Regions from separate parts of the Zea mays genome. Here region 1 is linked to region 2. The links are chromatin contacts, called in public Hi-C maps. All regions are on one chromosome and are shown on one strand. Each heading gives the region's core, a stretch centred on a gene start, on an enhancer-like site or on the middle of the called end of the contact. The rest is flanking DNA. Distances are from core to core; before and after follow the strand shown.

What was found. Hi-C and Micro-C count contacts between places; a contact is called where the count stands out from the background.
Region 1: a Hi-C map of ear shows a contact between it and region 2, with 2.2 times the contacts expected there. The contact joins the promoter of LOC103651400 here to the promoter of LOC100277261 in region 2. A contact is called at or near these places in 2 of 25 Hi-C or Micro-C datasets (ear and leaf).

What each region holds. Positions count from the first base shown.
Region 1 is chr3:217,492,945-217,499,124 of Zm-B73-REFERENCE-NAM-5.0, forward strand. It overlaps LOC103651400 (putative exosome complex component rrp40), which reads right to left and starts at 1,560. Exons shown (of 10, transcript NM_001301497.2): 1 at 1,190-1,560; 2 at 980-1,082; 3 at 813-887; 4 at 610-696. The coding sequence starts at 1,027.
Region 2 is chr3:217,348,064-217,354,547 of Zm-B73-REFERENCE-NAM-5.0, forward strand. LOC100277261 (50S ribosomal protein L12, chloroplastic) reads right to left here and starts at 5,079. Exons shown (of 1, transcript XM_008677031.4): 1 at 4,103-5,079. The coding sequence starts at 4,926. The coding sequence ends at 4,375. LOC103651397 (a long non-coding RNA gene) reads left to right here and starts at 5,699. Exons shown (of 3, transcript XR_002268220.3): 1 at 5,699-5,916. LOC100280542 (nifU-like N-terminal domain-containing protein) reads left to right here. Exons shown (of 3, transcript NM_001153461.2): 2 at 890-944; 3 at 1,661-2,119. The coding sequence ends at 1,820.

The sequences.
Region 1 (6,180 bases), core at 310-2,809, 140 kb after region 2:
GCTGATTAATTTCACATATGAAAACCAAAAAATCATTAAAATGGCAATAACATAGTCAATCGGTAAAAGATAAATGTGGCAATGACCACGTTCGGATGTAGATATTGGTGAACGGAATAGGGAATTAAAATCAGCTTTCCTAAATTTTGTTTTTTGATTGCACATGGAAATGAGATTTGGAATCAGAGACCTAATTCCCTGGAATTGGATTATGACTGGAAACTCCCTCTCCTAATATAGAGTCACCCCTCTTTATTCGTGGATATAGGCCACACAATTCCAAACTACAATACGGTGACATCGAAACAATAGAATTGAAATTGCATCTCATTTCAATACCATGGCTGATTCGGTATTCAACCCAGTTCAATTCCATGCCCTCCAATATCAACATGCAAACGGAGCATTAAGCATTAGTGATGGAACTTTCATTCCACTGATTCAACATACTCAGTTCACATTAGGCTAACATATTAGTTCAGGATTTTGCAGTTTTCCACAAAAAGGGACACATAATATGAATTATCTATTCAACCGACATCCTACAGCAGTGATAATAAAATACTTAACAAGTATCTTGACAAAGCGGCAGAGCCAAACCGAACTTACTCTTTTCTGTGAGTTTTCAATCCAATACTTGTTGGGTTTCAACTGCCGCAGCTTCCCAGCACTAGTCGCCTGGATGGTGTCACACTCCTACAAACCCCGTTTAATCACCAATAAGCCTCGTGCCCAAACAAACCCCATTAAACCCTAACCACTAAGTCTCACAAAAGACAACGGCTCCCACATTCCACCATGAATAGGCTTACCTGACGCAGACCCGCGCCGAGTTTAATGGTCTGGTTGTTCATCTCAGAGAGGTCCAGGACGACGTCACCAGGTACCTGACCATGGTGGGCAGTGTGAGGTGATGACCAGATCCGCACAGATAGTGCAAGTGAGAGATCAAAGTGCGGAATAGGGCTGGAAGATTTACCACGTAGTTGTCGACAAGAGGAGAGGATGCAGGCCTCCTCAACTCCATTGCAGCGAGGGTAGTAGCGCCGTGGATGGACTTGAGATTTGAGAACCACCTCCACCTATTTGAGATCAGTGAGACATCAACTGTAAAATATACATGCGAGCCTGCGAGGGACAGACAGTAGAAGCCTGGGATCTGTCCGGTACTCCGGTGGCCGGCTCCTACCTCGGAGAGTGCAGTGACGCTGACGCAGGGGCACTGGGCAGGGAGCCACGAACGCAAGGGCGGCAGGGACCAGGGTCGCTACTACTCGCTCCTCGCTGGCGGCGGCGGGTGGCGGCCGGGTGGCTGGGGCAGGGACGCAGGCGGCACCGCGGCAGGACGGGCCTGGACGGCAGGGTCGACGCCGGCGGTTGCTCGGTAGAGCCGTAGAGGAACTATGGAGAGGTCGGTGCTCGGCGGGTTGCTAATTTGCTATTGCTACTGGCGGCTGGTGGTGGCCGGCTGTCGGCCGAGAGAGATGGTGAGACTGACTCCGCGAGCGTGAGAGACTAGGGTTTCTGGGTAAATAAAGATGGATCATTGGGCCGGTCTCTGGTAAGCTGAAAATACATGTACTTTTAATTTTGGATATCTGCTAGGATCCGCGGGTGAAATATAAAAACTCGTACCCGATCCGATTTTATTACGGGTCAGGTACGAGTGAGACCAACAGGTTAAATTTCGTACCCGAATCTGACAGGTCGGATATCCGTGGATATCTGAACCCGCGGGTAAAATTGACACCGTTGTTTGCGCCTCAAATAGAGGTGTCAATGAATCCGATTTCGATTTCTATATATTAAACATGAGCGCAAAGATACCATCGATGCCGAGGTCGCGAGCGTTGAGGTGGCGAGGGCGTCAGAGGTCGCGGCCATGGCGAGGCTCAGGGCCGCCGTCGAGGCCGCGACGCTGGGTCGGGCTGCCGTGATGGCGCAGCAGACGTCTAGGTCTCTAGGAATGTGACGATCACAAATTCACAATGCCTTGTTGCTCCTCCCGCTCCTCCTCCAGCCAGTGGCGGCGTCTGGAAGCAGACTCTGCCACGTTTAGAGATGGCAATGGGTAAAAACCCGTTGGGTATTACTTGCCCAAACTCATACCCGCGAAGAAAAAATACGCCCGCTAAAAAATCCATACCCATAACGGGTATAAAATTTTGCCCAAGCCCATACCCATGCGGGTTTCGGGTACCCAACGGGTTTCCCATACCCACTAACATCAACATAAAAATAATTCATCATGTAAATGACAATCAATACATTAATAAGCTAGCATAAAGGAACAAGTGATAACTAATTTTAGCCTAAAATTTGTTACATGAAGTTTATTTGAATTAGAATATATTCAATTAATAATATTATGAGACATATTTATAAGGAATGTTAATTTTAAGGCGGGTTTTAAAAACTCATGGGTTTGCGGGTATGGGTAGTGGAAGAACAAACCCATGCCCACGTACCCCGTTGGGTTTCTATTTGAACCCATTAACAAACCTATGGGTAGAGAAATTGACCCAAACTCATACCCTAATAGAGCAAAAACCCATCGGGTTTCGGGTAGCGGGTACCCATTGCCATATCTAGCCACGTTTGCCAATAGCTTGGTCCACGCGCATGAGTTGTTCGATGTTACGTCGCAGTGGATTGCCAATGACTTTTGTCCATGCACAGGAGCTATTTGTTTGGGTAATCTGCTGTGCAACCTGGTTCGCTAAAAGTTCGTGAAGCTGCTACTTCAGATTTTTGGAACCTCTATATTTGTATCACCGAGCAAATATGGAGTAGAATCGTAGTTTATTCAGGACGTCGTAGTACCCCATGTGTCTTCTATTGAAATGTTGGTTTGTGAAGATCTTCAAGCCGGACATCGTAGTACCCCAATGTTTGGGGGGGGGTTTGTTAAGCGAGATTTATGGGGATACATGATATTTCTACGCGATTCGAGTAGTGGTGGCTTCAGCATCTTGAATGATATGCAACTCACAATAATTTGCTTTGATGGTTGTTCCTATTGACGTGGTGGAAAACCAGTTACCATTTACTATGCATGATGTTTTTATCATTGCTTGGATTATGTTCTTCTACATTACTAGCTGAATGCCCATGCGTTGCAACGGGAATATATAATACCAGTATACTACGATAACTTATATACAAAATGTGTGTTATACTGTTATGAGAAAATGTTTCAAAATTAATTTGTGATTCTGGCCATACATAAATTTTGTTATTTATAATCTATCTGTTTCACCACTACATTGCAACCATCAGTATCATGCTGACTTCGATATATGTCATGATTTGCATGGTCTCATCATTGGAGAGCACGTTTCACACATACCGGAAGAAATTCTCTCGTGCATCGTTTGTCATCAGACACGTACCACCATACGCTTTTGCTTAAACAAAAAGGCAAGTGTGTGTTTGCGAAGAAAATTAAAGGCAAGCCGGCACAAAAGCTACCCCAACGGTGGCGAGGATGACGAACTGGTTATTGTTGTCGGTCCTCCTCTGCATCACCTCTAGCGCCAAGATGACGCCACAATCCTCGATATAGTAGTCGTCGAACGCGCGCGACATACCGAGTACTGATGACTCTTGGCTGGGCTGTAAAACGAAGTGCACCCCGGGCTCATCAGCAAGGTAGTACCCCTGGCCGTTGCACCACCGGATGCGCTACTCCTCTACATACATCGTGTTCGAGGACACTCATGCAACGTCAGAAACGACCATCGTCTCAGCGCACAAGAATTCATGGCCAGTCAGTAGTGACTTACGTGGCAAGTTGGGCTTCAGGTGGACGATGAGTTGGACGACGTGATGGTGTTGTCGTCGAATGCGGTGCCCAGAACAACCCGAGAGTCGCCGACGTTGGCGACGACCACGAGGTCCCCCTGCTTGACGATGGATAGCGTGGAGCAGCCGCTGTGCACCGTGTCCAAGCGGCGGCGGCGCTGGAGCTTGTCGTACATAGCGGCACATGCGGCCACGTAGGACTTTTTCTAGAGGTCGAACTGGCAGTCGCCAAGTTTCTTCTTGTCGTCGATGAGCGACCCCAACGTGAGTGCCTCCTGCTAATGATGTTTGTTCGGGTTTCCAAGTAAGAAACATGGATTCATGTTTGGCGTTGGTTTATAAAATTGACTCACAAGTCAGATCCATGGAAAAATATTACGAAGAATAAATGTCACGCATACAAAAAAGGAATTTAAGTTGAAAACATTATTCAAACAAAAGAAATGGCATGCAAGGCTCTTCTTTAAATACTACTCCCTCTATCCAAAAATATAATTCAATAATCTCGGTGATACTTATCTACTACCACACATTGTGCAATGGTAGCAGGTGGACTTGGGGAGAGATTTAGTAGATGTGTTTTCTGTTATATATGTAGACATAAACACACATGTGGTTTAGTGGTAGCTACTGCTAGCATTTGTTTGAGAGGTTGTGGGTTCGAATCTCCTTCTGGACATGTGTGTTTTTTAAATTTTAGCTAGGCGTCGGCTGTACGGGGGAATGGGAATGGGCTTTGCGGGGAGGGAGAATGAGAATGATAGATATAGAATGGTGGCAGAACTTGGGAATGGACTGTGTGCGGGGAGGAGGGAATCGAAAAGGTAGAACACGGAATGGGCAGAACAGGGAATGACAGAACGCGGAATGGCCGACTAATATTGCAGCTTTAATAAGTAGTAGAGATTGCTCATAGTTGTGTAAGGTTTCCATGAAGTGTATTAAATGGGAGAAGTGGTTGCTAGGAGGATCTTTAGTTCTCTGCACTTAAGTTTAGTTGGTGTCACATCAGATATTTGAATGTCAATTACGAGTACTAAATATAGACTTTATTAGGCAGCTACCATCAGCTGCCTCAAAAGCCCACTGCAAACATGAAACTCACATGACTCGATTCTTAGGTTCTGACCAGTTCAATTGTCTTTTATAACTGTAGACATATTGAGCACAGACTCGCGCGAAACGCGAGCAATTTACTAGTACCATATAACCCGTGAGTTTGTTAGAGTTATTTTGCCAACTCTATTTTTCTAAGTAAAAATAAAAATAGAAATAACTCCAAATAATAGGATTACTAAACTAGCTTCCCCTATTTGGGTTAGGGAATGGGAATATTTTAGTCCTTATGGGTATAAATTTGGGAGAAATTATTCCATATTTAGTATATGGGTATTGGTATGGGAAAGTAGAACCTAATATTCATCCAGTAAAATTAGATATGTATTTCAAGGACAATAAACCCAACAATCGACCTTGCCTCTCCCAACCCTTTTAATCACTGATCCTCCCAACATCCCAACCCAGTCAACCAGCTGCCCAGCCCATCAATCCATGTGCACTTTACTTATGTTGATTTTGCATGGTTAAACATAGGGGTGAAAATAGGTCGGGTATACTCGTCGGGTATCAGATACGAATAGTATAAATACCCATTTTTGGATACAGATTCTGTATAATATAATTATAAAATCATAACTTTTACATATGAAATAGAATGAAGATAAAGTTTATATGAAAATTGTAGAGCTCGAAGAGATATATAACTTTATAGCACGTCACTTTTTTGTTTCAACACATCTTCAGGCTAAAATCATTGAAATAATGTCTAAATTTATATCAAATTAATAGACTTTACCATTTTTATGTGGGGACTTAGGTTATCTCTACGTGGGGACTTAACGTATTTTCTTAGGGCTAGTCTCGCAATATTATTGTAACACCCTGAATCTGGGGGTATAAAATTTCTTTCTAACTATCTACCAAATTCAGGTGTTACTCTTATATCTCTCTCTAGTTACTCTCTCTCTCTCTCTTTTCCTTTTGGGTAGATTTAGCTTAATTAGTGAGGGATTATTTATTTATTTTGTCAAAACAATATGAGTCATGAAATGTTGTATCATGTTGAGCTTAAATATTCTTTGTATTGTTGCACATGTTTGAATTAGTTTGAATTTGAAACTTGGTTTGAATTTGAATTAAAAACCCTAGAAAATAAAAAAGAAAAGAAATTAGAAATTCCTTGGAAAAAGAGAAAATCAATTCAACCCAGCCAGGCCGCGCGCCCGTGCCGCCTGACAGGTGGGTTCAGCGGCAGTTTTCTCTCTGCACGCGCTCCCTTCCCCTCTCTCTCCGCCCAATGGGGCCGTTCTGTCGACA
Region 2 (6,484 bases), core at 3,829-6,328:
TTATTTCAATCAGTAGATTCAGATGCTTGTAGTTTATATAGTTTTTATTAGTTGCTGAACCAAATTGGTTCAGATATGATAGACAATGTGCCCTGGTTTTGATGTTCTTACTAACTTAGTAATGGAAGGGTACTATGGAAATGTCTAGGAAGATAATCCTGCAAATAATGAAATAGTCAACAGAATGATCAGGCAACTTTTAAGTCATTGGTTTGATGATATTATGCATATAATACCTAACCTCCTGCATTATTAGAGTAATTCTAAGAGACTATATATCCTTTCTAATTGTTAGGAATAGAGATTTTGATAGACAAATACCCTCCAACAGCTTATTTAAGTGGTTATCCAAATATAGCCATCCTCTATTTTGAATTTCTTGCTAGCCAGAGATAGATAGTGAAAATGACTCTCTAGCGTGTGCACATTATATTTAAAAGCTCTTGGAGAGTGAAAAGATATATAAAGGAATTTTTATGTAGCTCCAAATGATGATTTTGAGAGTGAGTTGTTCTTATGAATGATATTGCTGTGAATCACAAAATGTGGACATTCTGTTGTACTGTGTGACTTGTAAGCCAACAACCATGGGAACCAAGTTGCCAGTTGAAACTTCGATTTATTTAGTCCTAAGTGATGGGAAGATAATCTGGAATGTGGGACATGAGGTTTTTACCTTATTTTTTGTGTTATAGGTTATTTTATTACTATTATATTAAATGAGTGTTAAGTATCATCTTGTCTTGCATAGAAGAGTGGACCTGCTGGTTCTTGTATCTTACAAGCCAGAAGCATTCCTGAATCTTGATTCCGTGAAGAGCCTCATCAGTCATCCCTAATTAAACAAAATGCTGCTTAATGCGCAATGTTGATTATATTATCCTTGCAGCTACTGAATGGGTGAAGGGAAAACCAATGGATGAAGTTTTGACAATCAAGAACACGTAAGTTATCTACTGTCTTCTCTAATATTTTTCGGCTTGCTTAACATTATCCATTTCGTTAATCATCTGAACATGCTAATATCATATTTTGTAAATATGAATTGTTGTCTGTTTACATCTTCACTAATTGCACACACTCCCTGTTTTTCAGTTCCTTTGCTGTTCTTTGTAATGTGAATACCAGTGTGAGAACCGGTTTGTATCCGTGAAGACTTACTGGTTGTTATATGCTTATATCTCTCTTCGGTGGCCATTCGATACTTCGATTTTATTTTTTGTTATATAACAAAATATCTGGTTAAGCATGATTAGTATTTCTTAATGATGTCTCATTCCGTTTTGATGGGTTCTTTGAGTTACAATGAAATGATCTTTTTTCAGCTATCAGGGGGGTAATAATCATTTTAATTTTCTCCCTTGTTCTTGGGAGTGACAGAAGATTATCTGATATGTTAGTTTCTAAAGTTCCTATTCAGTAATATTATGGCACATCTGACATTGTTTGAGTTTCAGTAATCAGAAATGCTACATGTGCTTATTCCTTTAGAGGATGTGACTTATGGTCTTATACTCCCTTTTTTTAGAAAAAGACGAATTCCTTCATTTACCTTCTCACCCTCGCTGTATTTTTAGGGTTTGGTTGTTGAGATTTTTCTGGGCACTATCAGAATCCCTTAGCAAAGACCACTGTAACTTGTTGTGTTACTCTTTTCCAGGGAGATCGCGAAGCACTTGTCCCTTCCACCAGTAAAGCTCCATTGCAGCATGCTTGCCGAGGATGCGATTAAAGCTGCTGTAAAAGACTACGAAGCCAAGAAGTCGAAGATGGGGCAGAAGGGTGAAGACAGCCCTTCAGAGAAGGCTGCTGAAGCATGAAAGGTTCTGCCGTGAAGTATATTGTGCTGATACGTTTCTCAGTCCATGACTATCCGCCGCATATTGCCAAAGATAAATGATTCTGTTTGTGAGGCGAGGGATTGTGTGTAATGTTCACGAAGTGTGGTAGTGCGGCATGTGGCTCAACTGTTTTAAGGATGGTGACGACTGATTTCAAATAAATTTGCTGTCATCGTAGAATTAGAAGAAAGTACTATGTGGATTTACAGGAGCTGTTTCTGGAATTTGTGATATCATGGTACTTTCTTTTTGCAAGAATGTTACTGTTGGTATTGGCATTCCGGCAGTATAGGTTGACGATTGACGAATAGCTAGCCAAAGTAATGCAAAGTGAAATCTATTACTACCATTTTATGTCCTGTATACGTCGGACGGTCTAGGTACTAATGCTGGACAACTTTATGTCCTATATACGTCGGACGGTCTAGGTACTAATGCCGGATAGGCGTAGACAGGTGTGGATAGTTTGGCTATGAAGGTTGGACCGTGTGGATACGATTAGGAGTAACAATAATCTCAGACCTTTAGACTATAAAGTTCTAAAACATGTATTAGAAAGCAAAACACTTTCAAGACGTTTGACCGACTCGGTAGAGTTCACTCTATTTTTAATCAGTTGCTTGCTAAATATACAAAGAATGTCATTCCACAAAACCGACCAATAAAAAACAAAGCAAAGACCAACTAAATCGGCCTAAAAGGTAGCGCAACCAAGATCGTCCGATCATATTCCTCCATAAAGGCATGGTGTTTCCCAATCTATCCATCCTCGATACGTTGTCCTACTCAAGTGTGGCTTGGTACAATGATGAATCTGTATGACTGGCCTAATCCGTTTGCCTATTCGGGTTGGAGGCCATCACAAGTTTTTGCTTATTGACATGTTGGTCAGGCAGACATGGCCAAAGAAGATACAATCCGAAACGGTTTCTATGCATCAAAGTTGTATCAAATATTTATATTATCTAATTACAAGCCGATGACTTGCGTCCAACTGAGTCCTTACTTCGGGAACAAAATAACTCATGAGATCTATTATTTTCAAAGTACGTTGATGCTTTTGGTTCGCCAAGCTCCACCAAAAGACCAAAAGACAGGGGGCATGTGTTAAACACCAAAAGTGACGGACGGTTCGGCCCTAGGAATAAATGTAGCATAGTCCTAGTTATAGCTTTTCCAATATCTACCTTTATCTCTATTCGACTCTACGTCGTCTAGATCCGTCTTGGTGGTCTGCCGACTCTAAGACAACCCAAGGACCTTACCCCATCGGGGGCAAGATCCACTACACTCAAGTTCTTCTTAATTCAAGATCCGATTCTCTCAGAGTGAAATCGAGTGCTCTAGACGACTTTACGTAGTCTGGAGACGCTCTAGGTGACCTACTGACCCGGAGCACCCTAAGATCTCCCCTAGGGGACGAGATCTAGGTTCCTGCGAGGAGGAAGACGACCCGACGGCATCACAGACAGTCCGGACCCAGGCGTGGACCGTCCGGAAGCGTGCAGGAAAGGCGCTACTCCTGCGCTTATGTCGCAGACCGTCCGGCCCAGAGCCACGGATCGTCCGTACCGCGTAGAGAGCATCGCCAGACGGTTCATCTTCCAGTGTTTGACGTCCGGATCTGCGCCAACACATCCCAAATTCAAACAGACTAAGGGGGTGTTTAGTTTCTAGGGACTAATGTTTAGTCCCTTTATTTTATTCCTTTTTTGTGTATAAATTGCTAAATATAGAAACTAAAATAAAGTTTTAGTTTCTATATTTGGTAATTTTGGAACTAAAATGGAATAAAATCTAGGGACTAAACATTAGTCCCTAGAAACCAAACACCCCCTAACCTAGAACTAAGGCCTGGAGATATTCAGAACATCAGCAACTTACAGACAGTTCGTATGACAACCGGTTTCATGAATAACGGGGTACCACTAACGTTCAACCCCCAATTCAGCTGCTCATGTATTCTTCACTAAAAATGTTCTCTTAAGTGAAACTAGAATCTGATGAGAATCGATAAAGTGATGTGCGAAATGGTGTAATAGAACTGCAACTTGAACACTCAGTATGATTTCCACTCAACCCCCCTCCCACTATTTTCTCGAGTGATTTCTATTTTTACAAAGAAAAATGAACTAATATTTCTTGGGAAAATAAAAATCCCTTGAAAAAGTAGGGTTCACAAACTAGCTAACAGTATAAAAATGCACAATGGAAACCACTACAAAGACTGCTAGCAAAATGGCAAGGAACAGAACATGCACTTACAAGGAAAGCAAAATGTCCATTTGTCCACCATCATGAATTAATGATAGTGCCAAGAAGGCAAATACACATTACCAGTTTCGAGCAGATCACATTCACTGCCAATTCAAGGCAGAGATATATCACGCACATACAAGCTAGTGAATCGACACATACACAAATCTCATATCATGAAACAGCAATTCCTTACGAACAACAGTGGGGATACAAGAGATTGGGGATGCAAACAAAAGAAACTAAAGAAAAAAAAGGAGTACTCGTATACCTAGTGTCACGCGATAGACACCTTGGCGCCGACCTCCTCGAGCTGCTTCTTGGCGTCCTCGGCCTCGTCCTTGCTGACGGCCTCTTTGACCTTCTTGGGGAGACCCTCGATAAGGTCCTTGGCCTCCTTGAGCGCGAGGCTGGTGAGCGCGCGCACCACCTTGATAGTGGCGATACGCGCGCTGCTGGGCACCTCTTCGATCATCACGTCGAACTCCGTCTTCTCGACGGGGGCCTCCTCCTCGGCCGCGGCCCCGCCGCCCGCCCCGGGCGCCGCGACGACGGCGGCCGGCGCGAAGGCCGCGGCGGTGACGCCGAGCCGCTCCTGGAGGTGGTCGACGAGGCTGCGGGCCTCCTCGAGCGTGAGCCCGGCGATGGCGTCCCCGAGCTCCAGGATCTTGGGGGACTCGGTGGCGGTGCACGCGACGGCGACGGCGCGGCGGCCCCGGCGGATGTGGGGCGCGGCGTGGGAGGACCTCGGGAGCGAGGCGGCGGGGCACGGGGAGGTGGAGGGGCGGGAGAGGAGGGTGAAGGCGGAGGAGAGGGTGGTGGACGCCATGGCTAGCTCTTGGGAGCTCGTGCGTCGGGACTCAGAAGTGAGCAACAGCGGCGGGAGGACCGGAGGAGGCGGGGGATAAGATGAGGAGTGCGTGCGATGGGTGCCGTTGCGATAAGATGGGGAGAGTGATATACGAACGGTGCGAGTGGCAAACACCTACACTTTCCTTGCAAATTGCAATTGCATCTCTGGATTTGTAAAAGGAAGCACACACCATGATGATTTATTTTATCGAATTTTCACATGGGCAATTTAATATTTTTATAAACCACATTCTCTGGCTTGGAAATTAATCAAAGAATTCAAATAGTACCATTTGACGCGGCAAGTTGGACGTAAAATGAGATCTTCAAATTGGAAAGTACACGTGATGCCAATTTTTTTTCTCATAATACTTTTTTGTGTGAGTTGTCACTTCTTAGATTTGGAATACGTCATTTTATACAATTTTTACTGAATCACATTTGTGTATTTTTGTACACCTGTTTATTTCTCATCGGGGCAGAGGTGGATCCAGGATTACGATATAAGGGGGGTCGATCAATTCATCAATATTATATGATAAAAAAATATTGTATAATGTTATCAAGTTTAAGCACTCGATATGGAATAAAAATTCTAAATCTTTATGAATCTAAGTTATTAAAACCTGAAGCCGTTTGGAGCTCTCCCCGCGTTTCGCGGGCACTCGGCCGCGTGCTTGCCGACGCGTGCCCGACGGCTCGGACCCGAAAAAATACTCATTTTAGCTCTGAGAGGTAACGTGCGTCCATGCCCTCACACGTCATCTCTCTCACCGTGCACTGTCTCTATCCTCTCCCATCCACCTCCCTCCGCACACTCCGCCGCCTCACCTTCTCCCCCTCTCCCTCCCCGCCGCCGCGGTCCCCGCCGCCACGCTGTGGCCCTTCTTCGACGCCGTCTGCTCCGACACCGCCATCACCTTCGGCTCGCTCGTCGCGCTCCACGAGTACCTTTGAGAATTCGTCGGTTCGTCCTCACCCTCACTCTCCCTTCCCACCTCTCCCTCACACACGTCGTCTCTGCAGTCTGCACGCTGGATCTGCTGCCTCCCTACCACCACGCCCATGCTGACCTCGCCCTCCTCCCCAGCGCGCCCCTACCACCGCCTCCTCCTGATCGCGCACCTGTCACCGCCTCCACCCGACTCTGCCGCTAAGCGGGCGTCCCACCGGGTCGTGTTCGGCACCAAAGCGACTGGATGGGCTCGGCCCGGACCCCACTCCCGACCATGCGCTGCCGCCAGTCGATGAGCCGGTCAGTCGCCTTGGCGTACCGCTTCCTGCCCGACGCGTCGCGGTTGCCAGACCAGAGCGCCTCCGCCATGGCCGAGGCTCTCGGCCACACCCGGCCGTGCATGACGGTCTATCTCTGCATCTGAACTGCACTACAACTCTGCATACAGCCGTATCACTACCACCTTCACATATATAATTTTTTTCAGGTTAGATCAACAAATAGCTTCACATTCTGCAGCCCCTGTAGGAGTCCTCATACTAAAAATTTTCAGTGAAATTTATAAGTCTCACATATGTGC